2 separate regions of the Oryctolagus cuniculus genome follow, and region 2 is linked to region 1. Evidence: chromatin contacts called from public Micro-C data. All regions are on one chromosome and are shown on one strand. Each heading gives the region's core, a stretch centred on a gene start, on an enhancer-like site or on the middle of the called end of the contact. The rest is flanking DNA. Distances are from core to core; before and after follow the strand shown. Region 1 has its middle 38 kb from the start of ACOT11. Region 2 overlaps SSBP3 (single stranded DNA binding protein 3).

Region 1 (2,583 bases), core at 30-2,529:
CCCGGCTCGCTGGTCTCGGGGGCTATTACAGAATGAGCTGGGTTACTGATAGTGGCAGTTTTGCCCGGGCATCCGGGGTGCAGAGGTGCAAGGGCGAAGCTGACATTCGCAAGCCCCCACCACCGTCACATTAATGTGACCTGCCGTGGAAGGGGCCGCAGGAACCACGGGCTCTGCCTAGCCCCTGACTCGGGGTTGATGGCAGTGCTCAGTGGGGAGACTGTGCCCGCTTCCCCCCCACCTGCAACGGACTCTGTGCCCGAGACCCCGGCCTGGCACGCGGTGTTTTCCTGCCCCCTGCCAATACCCTAAGCCGGCCTGCTGGGCACTGGGAGCACCCGATGGGTCCTGTTCCTGTTTGAAGCTCCTGAACCAGGTTTCTGCTTCCTGCTGCTTTCTGGGCACGGAGCACCACTTCCATGAGCAGTGCGTGCCTTTTCACTCGGTGCGTAGTGAGAGCCTCTGGAAAGATCTCGTGTTCAGAAAGTATTTTCCGCCCTCCCACTTTCTCTCTCCCTCTCTTCATATATAATGGGGATAGCCCTAATTCTCCAGTTCCCCGTGTGTCTCTTTATAAATAAAGAATGAGATTTTATTAATTATGCACGTACAGTATCTGCAAGCAGATTGCTCTGTCTCTTGATGCTTAATAAAGAAAAAAAAGGGAAAAACCCTCCACACTGAAGCTGGGTTTTTTTTCCCCTGCAAGCAAACAAAAACTTCAAGGAGCCATATGTCCTCCAAGAGGGGAGAGGAAGGCAGAAGTTGGAGAGAGCATGGTGGGAGGGATGAGGAGGGGGCGCTTTGCAGGTCTTCCAGGCAGCTGAAGGCAGATTTCCAGTTGCCTGCCTCAGGTTTGTGTTTGAACTGCCCGTCTGAAAACACACCAAGGCTGGCCTGGGCATTTGTGCGCGGGGCGGGATGGGCAGCTGTTAATAGTAAACAGGAAACCAGCGAGCAGAGAGCTGGCGGCAGCCCCATTCCTCCTCTCAGTCCTGCCCCTCCTCGGAGCCCCTGAACCCCAGAGCTCTCAAAACACACTTAGTGTCTGGGCATTCGTGCCCGGCACAGTTCCTGGCACACACTAAGGGCTCGACCCCTGTTTGCCCATGGAATGGTTGGATATGGAAAAGGAAAAGGGGCAGGGGAATGCTTGCGCAAGTGGTGGGGGCTCCGGCTGGGGCTCCATGCCTAGGAGGGGCAGGAGTTGGAACTTCTCTCTCTGATGAGCCGGTCGGGATGGGGGCCCCTAAGGTTTCTGGCCAAGGAGATGAGCCAGCAGAGCACTGCAAAGCTCCAGGGGACCAGAGAGGCACAGGCACATCAGTGAGTAGGCAGAGCCCCTGTGGCCAGAGAGACACACACAGAGGGGAGGTGGGGGCGTGGCACACGGAGGGCAGGGGGTCCCGGGAGAGTTTGGGTTGAACACATTCTGGTTCCAGTTGGGAACAGGGACTGGAGTGACACAAGGACTTCTGCAGACTGGGCACCTTCAGCTGACGTTTGCAAAGCAGGGGAAAGAAATTCAGGACCCCACAGGAGCTGCCTAAAACTTCCCACAGAGTGCTGCGTCCAAGGCGATCGCAGGGCTGCCGAAGGTCAGGGGCCAGCCAGGGGTCCCGCAGCCAGGTGGCTGCTGGGGGGCCGGCGGGGGTGGGGGTGGACGCTCCATCCCATGGTTTCCGCACCACAGCCCCTCGCGGGGACAGACGGCCTCTCCCCCAGCCTGGGGCCCACCAGGCTTCCCGAAAAAAGGGTGAATGACACTGGGTGTGCGTTGCGCAAGCTCAGAATGTTTTTCTGAAGGGAAAGACTGGATGCGGTGTCTCCTGCCTATGAGAGGCCGTGTTCCACCGAGGAGCTGAAGCACACGGGCGAGATGGTGCTGGCTGTGCTTACCACACAGCAGTCAAGCTCGGTCTTGTTGCCCGAGCCCTGGCATCCGCGCTGTAATTTGGGGAGCACTTAGTCTCCCGACCGTGGGTGGGGGCGGCTGTCTGACTTCTCTATGCATCCTCCTAATTAAAAAGAACCAGGATCCTTTCGGCCGACGTGTTAAAGGTCATCTCCTGCACTGAAGGAAACACAGGCGTGCGATGCTTTCGGGGCTTGGGGAGCTGGGACCCAGATAGAGCATGAGCCCACCAGTCGGGAAGAGTCACGCCCTGATATGTGACCTTGGGCCAAGCCCTTGGTCTGCCCATAGACCGGAGGCTGGGTGAAGTTCAAGGACTTTCTTGTTCTGTCATTGTAAGTGATGGGCCCAAGGGGGCCTCGGGTCACTGGAGTTGGTGCCTGACCCCAAGCCAGCCACCATGCCTGTGTCCTGCCCCACTTCCGGTTGTGAATGGAAGTCCCAAACAGCAAACCACCTCTAGACCACGAAGGTCCCCAAATAACCAACAGGTCATTTCCCATAGACAGCGTCCAAGCAGCAACACCGTAGGGTCAGAAACTACCCAGGCTGGAAGGCCACCAGGTCCAGAGCACTGAGGATCTACCCAGGCCCTCTTCAACATCCCAGGCTAATGTCTATCCAGTCCCCTGCTTGAATGCCACAAGTGACAGGGAGCTCACTACCAC
Region 2 (2,583 bases), core at 40-2,539, 180 kb after region 1:
AGTGGCCAGTGCTGGAGCTAGCCCCAGGCTCCAGGCCCACATGAGGCCACACTGGGTAGGTCAGAGAGATGGGTTAGTGGGGGGAGGCCCTGGGGGAGGAGCAAAGACCCGCAGGGGTTCTGGAGCTGCCAGCCTGGCCAGCTGCTGCTGGGAGCATTGTCCACATGAGAGAAGGTGCCCTCTGCTCTGAGTTCATTTGCGCCTGTCAGGTAGGCCCAAGAGCCAGCAGCACTCCTGCTGCGTAGACGCAGAATGCTGGGCTCCAAGTGGCAGGGAGCCGCTCAGGAAGACGGTCTAGACTGGCAGTGGGTGGGACGGAGCCCAGGCTTCCTGAGGACCCTCTGTGGGCCCCACCCTCCGGCCTCCCGGTGGGTGGAGGGAGCCAGCCTGTGGGAGACAGGACCAAAGCGTGCCCACCCCTCCCAGAGACAGAAACCCCCGCCCCTCACCCTGCTGTCTTCCAGCAGACTGACAGAAGGCAGGGTCACCCCTGCTGGGAAGGATTAGAGAGGAGGCGGGGCACCCCAACTGCTGGCTGGGGCCTCAGTGGGAGGTGGGGAACCAGCGCTGTTCCCCGCCCCCAGCCCCCACCTGTTACAAACCCACTTGGCCCGAGCAAGCCAGCAAGCGAGGGCAGCCCCTCCTCTGCCCCTCCTCTGCGTGCTGCATTGAAGCCCCCTGCAGGTTCCATGCCCCATGTCCAGCACCACTGTGGGCCCTCAGGACCCGGCACGCCCCCTCTGTCTGGTGAGGGGTGCTGCGGGTCTGCTCCCCTGGCCGCCTGGCCTGTGTGAAGAAGCCTGGGGCAGGAGAGAGGAAACAAGCCTTATTTTTCCTTGCCAGCACCACCTCCACAAAGGTCAGGCTGTACTCCCGCCCGGCAGCCAGCCTGGTGCCTAGCGTCTGCCCAGCGGCAGATGACCGCCCCCAGGGCTCCTAGCAACGGTGGACAAAAGGTTACTCCTGACGTGCCAGGCTGCCCGGCTGCCGGCTCAGCCCCTCGCCCTCCCCTCCCCCCTCCCCCTTGGAGAGGAGGGAGAAGTTGCCGGGGCGCCGGGGCGCGTGCCTGTGTGCACGCGTGTGGACACGTTTGGGTCTGGGCACTCCAGCCGCCTCCCCCTCCCCCTCTGAAAAACGTGAACTGCACATGGAGCGCCGTGACTCTCACTGATGAAATGGAAAGTTGAACATAAATCAGTGTCTGCCGCCCGGTTAGCTATGCATCAGCAGGCAGTGCCTAGGAGATTTGCTCGGTAACAAAGCACCCGGCGGCTCCATGGGCCTCGACCGCCCCCTAACGTGGAGCCAGCCCCGCACCGCAGAGCCAGGCGGGACTGCACACCGGGTCCTTCTGGCCACCTGCCCCTGCCTGCCCAGCGGGGAGGGGACTCGCTTTTCCATGCCTCCCCTGCCGGCCGAGGCCCCTCTGTGTCCCTTTGAGGGAGGGGCGGGGGAGTCCAGCCCTGGGCTTTGTTGGTGCCACTGCTGCCACCCCTCTCTGGGCCTCCTTTGAGCCCTAACGGATTCCCTGGCGCTAATGGACCTGATGCTGGAAGCCCAGTGTCCACAGCTGCCCTCCCCTCTTGTTCGTGAAGCACTGGGCTGGCCCCCTCCACTTTGGACCTGCGCTTTCTCGTGTTTCTTGGAGGATTGAGATTTCCCCGTGCCTAGACGCCACTCCGGGCGTGGGGTTCAGCTCCCCCAGCCCTGTCCTGGGTGGGGATGTTTTGTTTGCCTGTCTCTGGCAGACTGGGGAGCTCACCCTCTGCTCCCACCCCTACCTTCCCTCCCTGCAAGTTTTGCTGAGGTTTTTCTCCTTTAAAGAAAAAAAAAAAAGGTCACATTCCTCAGCCCTTGCAGCAGAAGAGGCTGAGGGAGAGGGTTCCAGCAGAATCCTGTAATAACATGCCTCGGCATTGCGTGCAGCGGGACGGCCCCCTGAGCGAGAGCGCGCCACAGGGCGCCCGCGCAGAGCGCCTCGGCTGGGGTCAGGGACCACGCACAGATCCAGCTCCGTGGGAGGCACTGCCCTCCATGCTGGGGATGTGGCAGTGGGTTCCCGGCTTGGGTCCTGTTTCTCTCCAGATCAACCCCCCAGGCACTCTTTCTCTGGAAAGCCCCCCCCACCCCCAAAAATGCTGGCATTGGCATAAATGAGGCCCCCCCAGGGAAGGAGACTGGAGCTGGGTGGGGTCACAGCCTTCAGGAAGTGCCATCTCTGTGCTGGGGGCTGAGCTCCCCGCCCCGGGCATGTGGTCTCCGTGCAGTGCAGGGCGGAGGCGCAGTGGCTGTCAGGGGCTTCGGCCGCCTGCCTTTCCTTGGTGCTGTCGTCACACGTCTTCCTTGTGGAGCCGTGGGAGGACTGCTCATTTTTGCAAACCTGCCGTGTCCGGTCCTGGTCTGTTACTGCCCTTGAAGGGTGCCCGCTGTGGCCTCAGGTTCCATGTTGACCGGCACGCCTCCTGGCCCAGCTGACACCTCTGTCTCGAGTGGAGAGCTGCTGGGTCCCCTCTGTCTGCACCCCCTCTGGAGGAAGTCCCTCCTTCCTGGCAGCTCTGGGGTCGTGCAGTGCCCGGGTGGGCT

What was found. Hi-C and Micro-C count contacts between places; a contact is called where the count stands out from the background.
Region 2: a contact with region 1 is called in a Micro-C map of ear pinna, with 4 times the contacts expected there. The contact joins two enhancer-like sites. A contact is called at or near these places in 2 of 6 Hi-C or Micro-C datasets (ear pinna and psoas muscle).

The regions. Positions count from the first base shown.
Region 1 is chr7:118,567,687-118,570,269 of mOryCun1.1, forward strand. No RefSeq gene overlaps it. Among named protein-coding and RNA genes, the nearest start is that of ACOT11, 38 kb to the left of the region's middle. Within about 2 kb of position 1,280, at least 2 of the 8 cell types and tissues checked have an H3K27ac peak or open chromatin away from gene starts, as enhancers often do. A contact at or near this core is called in ear pinna, where this site is marked.
Region 2 is chr7:118,746,437-118,749,019 of mOryCun1.1, forward strand. The region is part of intron 5 of SSBP3 (single stranded DNA binding protein 3); the gene reads left to right. Among named protein-coding and RNA genes, the nearest start is that of MRPL37, 57 kb to the right of the region's middle. Within about 2 kb of position 1,290, at least 2 of the 8 cell types and tissues checked have an H3K27ac peak or open chromatin away from gene starts, as enhancers often do. A contact at or near this core is called in ear pinna, where this site is marked.